2 separate regions of the Gossypium arboreum genome follow, and region 2 is linked to region 1. The links are chromatin contacts, called in public Hi-C maps. All regions are on one chromosome and are shown on one strand. The core of a region is the stretch at or near the end of the contact, and the rest is flanking DNA. Distances in the headings are between cores, read along the strand shown.

Evidence for each region. A called contact is a pair of places that touch in the nucleus more often than the background predicts.
Region 2: a contact with region 1 is called in a Hi-C map of leaf, with 3 times the contacts expected there. The contact joins the promoter of LOC108479764 here to the promoter of LOC108463555 in region 1. A contact is called at or near these places in 2 of 5 Hi-C or Micro-C datasets (both in leaf).

Annotation. Positions count from the first base shown.
Region 1 is chr12:89,454,058-89,460,866 of ASM2569848v2, reverse strand. LOC108463555 (hevamine-A-like) reads left to right here and starts at 3,162. Exons shown (of 1, transcript XM_017763480.1): 1 at 3,162-4,058. The coding sequence starts at 3,162. The coding sequence ends at 4,058.
Region 2 is chr12:89,773,269-89,780,077 of ASM2569848v2, reverse strand. It overlaps LOC108479764 (golgin candidate 4-like), which reads right to left and starts at 2,635. Exons shown (of 15, transcript XM_017782540.2): 1 at 2,164-2,635; 2 at 1,176-1,274; 3 at 798-926; 4 at 88-204. The coding sequence starts at 2,376. It overlaps LOC128285676 (a long non-coding RNA gene), which reads left to right and starts at 5,895. Exons shown (of 2, transcript XR_008276204.1): 1 at 5,895-6,117. LOC128285895 (small nucleolar RNA snoR145) reads left to right here and starts at 6,406; the gene lies at 6,406-6,559.

The DNA.
Region 1 (6,809 bases), core at 1,913-4,412:
TTTTTTTGAGAGAGAAATTTAAACCTTAATTTACTTGTATTGAAAATAATATAAAGTTGAATGGAACATGCTAAACACAGAGACATGGAAATAATGACATTAGGTATAATATAAATGATACAAACTTCAACAGTAAAGATTTTAGGTTAAACTTAGGAGCAAATTCATCCCTCTGTTATAAAAGCGAGCAATTTAGTCTTACATTTAATTTCAAAGCAAATAGGTAAAACTGTAAATGATAGTAAGATTGAAGTCCTTATCATGTTTTAAGTCAAATTTTTAGACATTCAACATTACAACATTTAAAATTTTACCTCTTTGCTTCAAAATTAAAAATTAAACGTAGAGAGGCTACACTATTCCTTTTTTTTTTTTTTTTGCAAAATCAGTGAAATACAAAAAGGATTGTTGCGAACAATTCAAACAAGTTCAAACACAGTTTTTTAAAAAACAAATAAAACAAAACAACCTAGCCAATACTACAAAGTAGCAAGAGCCATTGCAGCCCTCATTGCTTCAATCGATTTAGTGACTGTATCAGATTGAAATCCCAGGAGAAAAAATCAGTTCAAAATAATCTAATACTCATCTCTCCAAAATGATTAACACAAAGCAAAATCGATCCTTAACCCTATACTTGAAGAATTTATCCAAAAACTACAATTCTTTTCTTTCCACTGAAGCTATACTCGAAACCATTTTATCAGGGAATTTCATAATTCAAACCACGCCAATTTCCAATAACTCAAAGATACTAATTTGCTCATCAAAAATTCTAATGACTTTGCTTGAAGACTGAAAAATGAAAAGATACAGGACATAAATCAGATGTAACAGCAGATGTAACAACAGATAGTATAATGGGGCCTTGCAAATCAGATCATGCTGAGATGTTTAGCTTGAACGATAGGATCCATGGCCAGCCTTGAGTTTTGCGTGAGTATAATTTTTGAATTTTATTAAGGATATGGATATTCATTTACAGGATTAACTGTATGATTACTCGGAAAAATATGAGTTCCCACAAAATTTCAACTTAAAATAATCAATATTAACAACTAAAAGAAGCGTATTAAGTAGTAGAAAAGGGATACCCATAAAGAGATTATGACCAAACAAGGTGATTTAGATCAGAAAAAAATCAGATTGAGAAACCAATTATTCAAGAACGTGAAGAATTGGAAAATACAATGATTAGGAACAAAAACAATTACCATCTTCTTATATGTCGACAACCATTTGATTTTAAGTCTTAGAACATAAATTTGTCGGTGAAGAAGACATACTTGGACCCTCCATTGAATCCTCTTTTTTTTTTTTGTATGTGAATTAAAAAATTCTGACAATAATAACTTTCTTAGTCATCTGGAAAAGAAAACTAAACAAAAGGGGGAGATGAATGGTTTTTTAATTAAGATTTAGGGTTTAAATTTTTTAATTAATTAAATTTATTTAATTAAAAATCTATTCTCATCATCCAAGTTGGCACTTAAAATCTAGTTGGACTGCCACGTAAGATTACCATTAGGGAGATAACGGAACTTAACGGAAAGGTGATCACTTCGTAACAAAATAATAACATAAGTGACTAAAACGTAACATTTCAAACATACGTGACTAAAATGTAACCTGAGGCAAACAAAAGTGACTATTTTTGTAATTTACCCTAAAATTTAATATGTTGTTCATCCATTAATAAAGAAGCAACAGTAAGAAAAAAAGGAATAACCCCACTTTCAAACGCTTCTATCTATTATCACTTTTTTTTTTGGTTTGTTGTTAAAATAAATTATATACCTTGATCTTCAACACATTTATTTATCATTATTCTTTTTACTTTGATCTTCAAAAGAACTTGAAACATGAGAAGACTGAAGACAAGAGAAGCAGGTCATTCCAGAACTTGGGTTATGAACTCTCAACCAAGAACACTGAGACAAGCTGTAAGCCTATTGTTTTTTTTTTTTCTGTATTTTTGTGTCGATTGGGTCATTTTTCCAATTTGATCCAACCCCAAGGAGCCCAATCTTCCAAAAACCTGTCCAATTTGCAGTTACCGGTCCAATCCAACTTTCCACGGTTCAAATGATTTTTTTATATTGTTTGGACCGGTTTGTGATTTGACTAGCTGGTCCAATCCAATTTTCAAAACATTGCTAATATGTGTGGGAAACAAAATAACAAATCCCCCTCCTGAGAGGTAGATCATTAAATGTTTTTTTAAGTGTTTCTTAAAACTAAATTAATAATAATTTCAAGTCAAGTTTCATATCCCAATAGAACATTCAAAATTGATATTACTAAGGCTTATGAAATCGACTCTAGTGTCATTCTTTTAGTCTAAAAAAATACAAAACATACCACACTTTTTTTCAAACTCAATTCAAAATTTTAATTCATTTAAATTATTTCCAAAACCCAAATTATAAATTCAAATTATATTATGATTTTTTTATTTTCTTAAAACAAAAATTATATCAAGAAACATAAGAGGTAAAAAAGAGAACCAACAATTTTTCTTAATATTTTTATTTTTCTATGTTTATTTCAAGAATGGGTAATTGATATTTATGTGTAGACAATACAGAAAGAAAATTTGGAGGGCTAAAACAATTTTCCTCATTTTATCTTACTTTATCTATTTTTAAAACTTTTATCTATTTTAATTTTAATTTTAATTTTAGAATTTTCTAAACTTTTAAAATAATTTTTATTTTTATTATTATTTTATATATAATTAAAGTCAAATCGAAAGAAAGTATAAAATTATTATTATACTAATTAAAAGGTTTTAAAATATCCGGTGATAAAAAAATTAATTTTAAAAATTTAATGATCAAATTATAACTTCTTTTAATTAAGTGATAAATCTAGTTTACAAATATAAATGAAACCTAAATGATAAATGGCACATGAATTAGTGTTCAACAAAAAGTCTTAGGCATTGCCATTTAAATTGGCTTATATTGCTTGCCTCAAATCAACTGTAGTCATTAAAATATTGACACTGTATAGCATACCGTGACGCTACGTTCTCACCCGCAAAATTTCAAATATTTGTCAAACGACAATCTCCCAGTTATGTGCTATAAAATGTTGGACCTTCACCACCATTGTTTCAACACAAACAACTCCATCCTGTAATAAACTAGTCTGACAACATGGCATTCAAGCTTAAAATATCAGTTCCATTCATCTACTTGATTGTTTTGGTGCTAGCAACTGGTTCCAATGGTGGTGGGATTTCCATCTATTGGGGCCAAAATGGCAACGAAGGCACCCTAGCAGACACTTGCGCTACGGGGAATTATGAATACGTGAATATAGCCTTCTTGGCAACATTTGGAAATGGCCAAACTCCAATGATAAACCTCGCCGGTCATTGCGATCCTTATAGCAACGGTTGTACTGGGTTAAGTTCCGATATTAAATCGTGTCAAGCCAAAGGTGTTAAAGTGATTCTTTCTATAGGTGGAGGCGCCGGTAGTTACTCCCTCGCTTCGTCAGATGACGCTAGGCAAGTCGCAACGTATCTTTGGAACAATTTCTTAGGGGGAACATCGTCGTCTCGACCGCTTGGACCGGCTATCCTTGATGGAATTGACTTTGACATCGAGGGAGGTACTGGTGAATACTGGGACGATCTCGCAAAGTACCTTTCTGGATATAGTAAGAAAGGCAAGAAAGTGTACTTAACGGCGGCTCCTCAATGCCCGTTCCCTGATGCATGGATCGGAAATGCATTGAAAACAGGTCTATTTGATTACGTTTGGGTCCAATTCTATAACAACCCTCCTTGTCAATACTCATCGGCCGATATTGCCAACCTTGAAGATGCATGGAAACAATGGACATCGGATATTCCGGCGACGAATATTTTTCTTGGACTACCGGCAGCTCCGGATGCAGCGGGTAGCGGTTTCATCCCTGTAAATGATCTAACGTCGAAGGTTCTCCCTGCCATAAAGAATTCCTCCAAGTATGGTGGTGTTATGCTTTGGTCCAAGTATTATGATGATCAAAGTGGATATAGCTCTCCCATCAAGAGCCATGTTTAAGAATTAATATATTCAATATCTGACTGTTATAAGTATATGCTCTTCTTTATGAATGTATTTTCAATTGCTTCTCTTAAATATGGTTTTGTTCTCTAAATTTGCATTTTAAGCTTATACTTTAATTGCAACAATTTGATTTTTTTTTTAATTTTTGGTCAAAATGTTAGTGTGAATGGAAAATTTTATGTTTTGCTGGACAATGAAAAATATTAATGTTAATGCAAATGGAAAAACTAACATTTTTTAACTTTGTTGATATTTTATACATATGAATGATAGGTCAACATTTAATTAGTTTTTAAAATTTAAAAATTAAATTAATGTTGATATGTCATCTATATATATGTCACATTAATAAAAATTAATTTTTCATTCATTTTGAGATGATTTAATAAAAAATAAATTGAAGGAAAAAGTTAAAATAATTTTTTTAATAAATTTGAATGACTAAATAAATTATTATATCTTAATACTAAACATAAATAATTAAAAGTCGGAATAATCTGGATTAAAATAATATTAACAGACTAAAATCCACCCATTGCAATATATTGATAGTCGTCCAAAATTTTCTTTTATGAAACATGGGATAATTCGAAAAATAAAGAATTAATTAAAAAAAAAAAAAAAAACTCCTGCTTATTGATCTGCCTTTCTTATCCTCCTGCAAAATTTGCAGTGCCTTAGTCGGTGCTTCTGAAAGGGCTTTGGATTCCCAGCCCATGATCAGCTGCTAACTTCGCCAGTAGGTCTGCCACCATGTTGGCTTCCGGGTAGACATGTGCTGCTTCCACTTTCCATGCACGGCTGAGTGCGTTAAGAATAGCTCTCTCAAGGCTTCCGGGTAGATATGTGCTTCAGAAAGGGCCTTGTTATAGTCCTGAACCATGCTGAACTTAACAATAAAGAAGTCGTTCTCCAAATCCACAACGTGAAACTCTCCCACCAGTTCCCAAAGCAACATCAATCTGTTCACCAATGCTCTATAACCGATAGCCCTACCCATCAACCAGACTATGACAGAGTTAGCCATGCTCTTACCGATAAGAGAAAGCAATCTCAGGGGACCTTCCGTCGACACCGTCACATCATCATCTTTCAGAATCAATTCACCCTTCACACTAAACTAATGGTATTTGTATGAATGAAATTATTGAATGAAATTAGCATAATTGACCTACTTGGTTAATGTTAGAAATTAAATAATTGTGATTTACATGAAATTTAATGTTAAGTTCAGTGACTTAGAACGTAAATTGTCTGTATTTGAACTTTGCTGGTGAAATGAAGCTCTTCTCCGTAACTCAGATGGAGCAGTAAAAGCAGGAACTGGTATTGCATCTGCAGGTGGTTTAATACGGAATGATAAGGGTGATTGAGTGGTCGAATTCTTGCGAAAGATTGGAAGGGCGGATGTGTTAGAATTGTAAAATAAATTTAAAATAAAATTAAATAAAACAGGATATATTATGTCAAATTATCAAAAATAAATCAATAATAAAATTAGATGCAGAAGTGTACCTGAATCTATGAATTCCGGATCTTGAGGATTTGATCTTCCAAATTAGTACACAAAAAATTTAGAGAATATTTGCCCTTTCCTTAGGATGGGATATTAAAAAAGATATCTTGTGCATAATTTGAGTACCATAACCCTAATATTTATAACATTAGCATATTAGTATTAATTCCTAATTAGCCTATCATTAATTAGAATTTGATTAGAATTCAATTACTAGAGTATCTACACATAATATTTGACCCATACTTTATTTAATAATAAAGCCCAATAAAATGTTAACCAAATTAGATCACTTTTAGTTTGGACTAACCTATCATGATAGTAAATAATAACATGTAATTACCCTTATTTATATATGATGTCTATATTTTCCAACAATCTCCACTTTGACCACATATATATACTAATTACTCTATAATTACATGTTATTATATAACATTATGAGCTCAAAATTTTACTATTATATCCAAAAGATATTCCGAACAATCTCATCCATTAATTAAGTTAACATAGAACTAAGGCGACTTTCATTACATAAATCGTAACTAAATCCATCCATGATCACGTAAATTAACACAACCAAATGACATAGATCAAGTATGGATGTGTAGCTTAAAATTACATTCAATATGATCTAAACATGTCTATTTCCAACTGGTCCTCTTAAACCTTAGTGAGATCAAACCTTACCAAAATCAGAGTGTAAATAAACCAAATAAACTTTATTTCTGCAAAAAATAAACTTAATATCTTTAAACCGAAATAACTGAAAATATGTCTATAACATAAAAGCATTTAAAACTACAAACTCCCACTAAAATCAAATATCCTTTAAATGACATTACACCTATATGAGCAGTGTACTCTTATAAAACCTTAGGTGTAGTTCCTTAGTAAGCGGATCTGCAATCATGGAGTTTGTCCTAATATACTTTATAGGTACCTAGCCACTTTGAACTTTTACTTTAACAATCAAGAACTTAAAGTCTATGTGTTTTGACTTTGATGTACTCCTGTTGCTATTGGAATAAAAGTGTAACGCCCCAATTTTCGGGAATTCTGTGAATGTTGGCATAGGTTTAATTATGTTAGTGGGCCTCTAGAAGGCCCAACCTTAAGATAGAACCCGACAATTTTAGTTAATTTTTGTTCCATAAGAAAAAGGGGGTGAAATTATGAAATAAAACTTATGTGAAAATGTTTGAAAATGCTATAGGCTAAATTGAAGT
Region 2 (6,809 bases), core at 1,386-3,885, 320 kb before region 1:
TTCATGACCAGGTGAACAGCAATTACATTCCAACATCCTAATAGTGCCTCTTATAATAAAATAGAGGGGGAAAAATAGTGCCATTACCTTTTCTCTTCCATCATGTTTAGAGGTAAGACCATTGGACATTTGGTTTCCACCATGACGATTTTTTACTAGACTTGCCGACTTACGCAGTTGGTGTGGTGACTGATCACCATTTCCCTGGAGAAATGGCTAATGCCAATCAGCCAATAAACAATGATTTAACAGACAGAGACATGCACATTATGATAGCAGCTCACTTCTGGCTTGGTGGCAGCAGAATCATAATTCAAGACAAACTTACAACATATCCAGTGGAAATAAATATATGTTCCAGTACAAGAACAACAAGAAAGCTCAATAATTAATATCACACGTGTTATGTAATTGAGCCAGCAAACCATCCAAGTATCCCGACCAACTCATTTGATGAAGGAGAGACATCAAGACCACAAGGTTACAAGAAGTAAAAGACCAATCTTTCATTCTATAAACAAGGTTTCATCTCTACATTCAACTTTCTGTGGCATCCACCTATTGGGAGGTTCAAGGTTGCCACAGGTATGAAACATAATACAACAAAACCTTTTCAGACCTGCTTCTCTAGTTACAGAAGCAATAACATCAGAAACAGCAGACTCAGTAGTAGCACATTATGTTTGCTTTATTACATGGAACTACATATGCCTTCGGAATTGCAGAACCTAATGCATTAATTCCAGGATTTCTCAATAAACAAACCTCAGACAACTCTAACTGAGAGTAGCAACTACCTTGGGTGCATTAATTCCATTACTAGATACTTTGGAACTTTCGCTTCTAGCTGCACTCAGAGCTGCATTTGTCGCATTCAAATTTTGTTTCAATGAGCCATTCTCTTGGTTCAGCCTCGAAATTTGCTCCTGGAAATGGAATGCAAGGAAAATAGAGAGAAAGAAGCCATTTGAAAATGTTTAAAAACTAGAAGAAAGCTGTAAATTATTTGCACTATTATCATTTGTAAGAACTGAATTTTAGACCAACCCTGGAAATAAACTAGAACAACCACAGCATGCCCTTATTGCCATATAATATATCACAGGTCATAATTGTAAACTACCAAGTTGGCACAAGATATTTTTAAATCAAACAATACGAAAATTATCAGATACCTCTTTTTCTTTTAATAAAGCAGCATAATTGAATGATAAAGCCTTAATTTCTGCCTCGGATTCCTGAAGCTTCTTAATTTCTGCTCTGTATCTTTCAATCTACAAAAATAATCATAACACAGTTTATTTATCATGCATGAAAAGTAAAATACCACAAATTCCCTAGAAATGCCAAGCCCACTAGTAAAGTAACTTCCATGAGATTAAAGAATAAAAAGTCATGTCAACAATTGACTCAATCAAAAAGCAAACAGTCATCTGTGACACCAAAAGAGGAGCTTAGGAGGCTCTGAAAGAGGTTACATTCAACCCTAAGCCAAATGCTCTTCAAATATTATGGCAGAGACCATATTATGAACCTGAATAAGTTTTTCTAACTAGTCCTCGCAATGAAAATCTTAATACTAGAAAAGATTACACTCAGCTACTTGGGTTCTAGGAGGCTCTCTATCAACACCAAGATGACAAGAACAAATCCGATATAAATGTTACTAGTATAGCTTGTTAGACTTGCAATCATCAAATAAAAGTTCTATGCGTCCATGTAAAGATCCTTGAACTATCTCAGCACTATTTCATGTTATCAACAACTTCAAACCTCACCAAGATATATATATAAGTTTAAGCAATAAATCTTTGGAAATTGAATTCATCAAGTCAAAGTTTTGGATCTACCACTAGGTATTTACAGAGTACTTTCAGGCTTAAGCTATCACTTCACAAAGCTTGATTCCAGATTGCCAAAGAACAAAATATTACCAACTCCAACTATCAAATGTGATATATATATCCCTAATAAAAGATCGACACTAATATCCTCAATTAATAGAGACTGTTCACTCATTCGCGAACTCAAACTGTAGTGTGAACTAATATCATTCCATAATTCTACAAATTCATCAAAAAAACAAGCTGAATCTATTCCAAACTAAGAGGCGCCAAACATTAATTTAAACAAAATCAAGCGCGAAACTAAATGCAATAATACCTCAGAATTAATCGGCGAATCGGTTCCATTAGCGATCGGAGAGACTGAAACGGGCTTTGAATGGGCAAACCTATGAGAGTTCCTTCTATCGAAGAATGGCGAATGATCTCCATTCCCTGAACCGTAGATCTCGCGTTCTTCGTCCTCATCGTCGTATACATCAAGCGCGATCTTATGCAAATTCTCTTTCAAATCCGCAATCGAACTCCACATCTTCCAAAGCTCCCACAAATCAAATTCGTGGAAAATAAAAATAAAAAACGTAGATGGATTTCAAAAATACCTGAGATTTTCTTCGATGAAATTAGGGCAAAAAAGAACCGATACGTTTGAACAACGGTTTTGAGGATTTAGAATGTTTTTTATTTATTTTTGCAGATATAAAAACAAGAAATAAAAGGGTTAATTAACGTATGCTTAAACAGTACTGGTTAAGATCCATTGGGCGGATCCTGAAACGGGTCCGTTCGGGTTGGCCCGTTTATACCCGATTATTTTTATTTTATTTTTATTTTTTGATAATATCCTATTTAATTTTTATTGTTCGTTATAATGGTCGGTAAAGGCGGTTGAAATTTTACGCCAAAAAGAAAAAATCGTAACGGCTTTCCTCTCCTCTCTTTGAAAACAATAAAAGAGTAAATTGCATCTAAAGTTATTAAATTATTATTAAGTTTACATCTTAGCTATTTAATTATAAAAATTTATAAAATAATCACTTAATTATTCGAAAGTTTTAATTTAAGCTATTAAATTATTTGAATGTTTTTATTTAAGTTACTAGGTTGTTAAGATTTTTTAAAGTTTGACTAACAAGCTCAAGGAGGAAGACAAAAGTTTATCTTTGAAAGGCCGAAATTGAATTATAAAATTTTAAAGAAATCGAAGTATAATTTTATCTTTGTATATGCTTGTTACTTTAGAACTTTAATGGGATTAAGTTAAATTTTTTTCAACTTGGAGGCAAAGTGTATTTTTACTATTAAACTATTTTATAATTTTAAAAGCTTAAAAGAGATTGAAATGAGAATTTGTCCTTGAGAGAGCTCTAAGCGATGATTTGACGATCAATGCGGTGGATTAGTACCCATCGAGGAGTAGAAGAACATACCTCCGATCCAAGTTGATTTGGCAATCGTTATAGGAGATCAGAGAAGAAAGCTATTTGAGTTTTGGTTCGCAGATTCATAACGTTTAAAATTGTTTTATGAAAAAAAACCTTAATTGTAGAAAAAAAAAAGAGAATAAGAGTTTTCGATTAATGCAGACAATTTGAATAAAGAAAGTCATATAATAGTGATTTTAACCACATAGTGACTTAATAAAAACTTTTGAAAAGTTCAGTTATCATTTTATAATTCTTTAAAGTTAAGTATTTAAAACATAAACTTATTAATAGTTTAGTAACTTTCGACATAATTTATCCAAAATAAAAATAAAAAGTGGTAATTTACCGATAAGATTTTGGTCTTAAAAACGGTCCGACCGACATGATTTTCTTATTACATTTGTTGAGATTCGTTTTCGTTGAACATGCCACGATGATTAAGAATATGAATTTACACATTAGTATCGACAAAGTCAAAGGCCCAATTTCCATATTTATTGGTAAATTCCACAAGGTTTCCTTGAAATATGATCTAAATTTTAAATCAGTTCACAAACTTCAATATATTTTAATTAGATTCTTAAACAATCAAATATCCTATCAATCAATTCCTTTCATTAACCAAGTCATTAGCTCGGGCATTAAGCATGGACTCAAATATGACATAAAAAATATTTAAAGCACATGGATCAAATTGTAAACACATACATTATAAATACATACATATTTATTGATTAGCCAACTTAGAATTAAAATGTTAAAAAAAAGTCAAATTTTGCTATTAATCCTTGTATTATGCATAAAGTATAGATTTAGTCTATATATTCTAATTTGGTTGTTTTTAATCTTTGTATTTTTTCAAATTTGAAAGTTCTAATCATAACCCAAAAGGTAGTTATTAAATCTAATAGGTTGAAGTTTTTATATTAGTCTCAGATTATGCATAAATTGTGAATATAGTCATTTTAGTCTTACTTTTGGAATTGTGAATTGTCAATCATGACTCAAAATAGTAACCATTAAATATATTAATTAACATAACGTGGCTTTTTTTGTGTGAGTATTACGTGAAAATGACAATTTGACATGACATTACCTATATGATAATATATTTACCGCAAAATATTTTGAAAATAGTAAAATTTAACAGCTAATGTTTTGGATTAGGACTAGAATTTCAAAACTCAAAAGTACAATGATAAAAATGATCAAATTAAAGTAAATGGACTAAATTTGTAACTTACAAATAGCACATGGACTAGTAATTAAATTTAACCTAAAATTAGTCCTAAATTTTATTAACATTATTTGTTTTTTAGGACATCAAATCCAATATGTCCACACGATAAGTATACATATTTTCGCAATTTGAATCACATGTTAGATTCAAACTTCATTCAACATCTAAAAATTATCGCTATACTGATGAAAAGATCAATTTAAATCTTTGCAATGAGTAAGAGATTCATGCTTTAGGTATGTAAAAGCTAGTATTTTTTTGGAACTAGATTTGTGCTTGAATTGATTAGACCATTAATTATTAGTTTGATCCGTTCGTCTAGTTCAATCAAATAAATTATTTAAATTTTTTAAAAAAATTAAAAAAATATTAATTCTAGTTCAACCATCGGTTCAATCGATCCATATAAGTTTACAGGCCAATCGATTTTTTACCTCTCTCTAAACCAATATCCTCGTCGAATGGATCTAGTTCAAACAACTTTGGTAAAATCCAAACTATCATTGCAAATGCAAGAGGTAAACACATATTCGATTAATGTGTTTCAAACATTATTTGAGTTAGAATTGAGCTGACATTTAACTCTTAAGGTTCTTTTTTTTTATTATAAAAACACATAAGTTAATGGCTAGACTTGTTCATAGGCCAAGCTACTCACCCACACTTCAGGGTTCGTCCGTAATTTGGGAGAGTTTAAGAAAAAATATTAGGTAAAAAAAAGAGTTTTGGAAAAAAAAAACTAAACTTGTTTAAAAATGATTTTAGCTTGAGCATGAACAATCAACACCCTAGCCTAACTCATTTTTTAAGTTTATAATATTTTATATTATGTTAATTTTATATATTATGTAATTTATAACACATGAAAATTAAATCTTTAATGCAAACCTTAAAAAATGTTAAAATCACTATATATAACAATTTAGTAAATAAAAATATATAAATTTATTACATTAAATTAAAAATAATATAGAGATATATTTTTAAAAAGTAATACGGTTGACCCTAAAATAGGCTTGGCTTAGGTTTTTACAAATATTGGTGGGTTAATGCAAAATTCTAAGCATATATTTCGGGTTGAATCAGATTTGAGTGAGTATAAAGTGAGTTAATATCATATATATATATATATATATATAGGACCTGACTTGGTCCAAGAACACTTCCAATGATTAGTAATTATAACATTTTTGAAGTTTAAGGATCAATTTAGAATCCAGACCTTAATTTGAGGATGTCTAGTCGAATTAACCCTATTTCTTGAAAAACCCTAATTGGTCTATTGGGCTTGGACTGAATCTCTAGTTAGCGGTCTCCTCCATCGGCCCAATGAATATCCAGCTCGTTCTTTATAAAGAGCAACAATCCTCTCCGCCTCTGTCATTCACGTAATCTAGGGTTTTAGCATTCGAGTCCCCCTCATTGTGCGGCGTCGCATTCAGCTCCTCTGGTTCGCTTTCTCTCCCTTTCGCGTCTCTCAATGTATTTTTTTTTTTAAATTGAAGTTTAAAAAAGTCGTGATCTATGCGATGAAGATAATACCTGGAAAGGAAATTCGATTGCGCGAGTTTAACTAGTTCCGCAAGATGAATCCTTGATATTTCTGGTTCGTATTCACTGAGCATCATCGTCATCATCATCTTTTTTCTTTTTACTGGCTTTGGATCTGTAGTTTTTTATTGCGAAATGTGTTTTTTTGCTGGTGATGGAGAAACGAAGGGCCTATGGATGGAGTGCGAAAATCGATGCACTTTAATCCAAGTTTGCCTTCGGAAAACAATGTTGAGATTGGACGATCCGGATCGACGTCCATTTTCGATTCGGTGTGTTATTCAGTTCTTATTTTCGAACATTTTTCTTAATTTCTTGAAATTAAATTGGAATTTTTTAAAAAATGCGAAGGTCCCAGCAGATAGGTGAGAACTCTATGAATTGAGACCTTTCTAACAAGTAAGCATAAAAATGCCTTCGCAAATTAAATTTTGCCGAATCGTAGGATGCCCAATTAATCCATTTTTGGAGCGTCTGGAACCCTCGGCTACATTCACTATCCAATTATTTTTTAAAGAAAACCCTAAAATCAAATAGTTTTCAATAGATCCTAATAAGTTGACAGTGATTTAGGAAATAAATCTTAATAAGCAGAAGCTATAACTGTATTGTAATTTGTAAAGCAGTATTAAATAGCTTTAATGATACGCGTTTGCACAATTAAAAATTTCAATCCAAAAATTTTAAAAATAAACAAAAAAATCGAATCAATGGTTTCAAACAGGATTAACTAGAATTAATAATCGA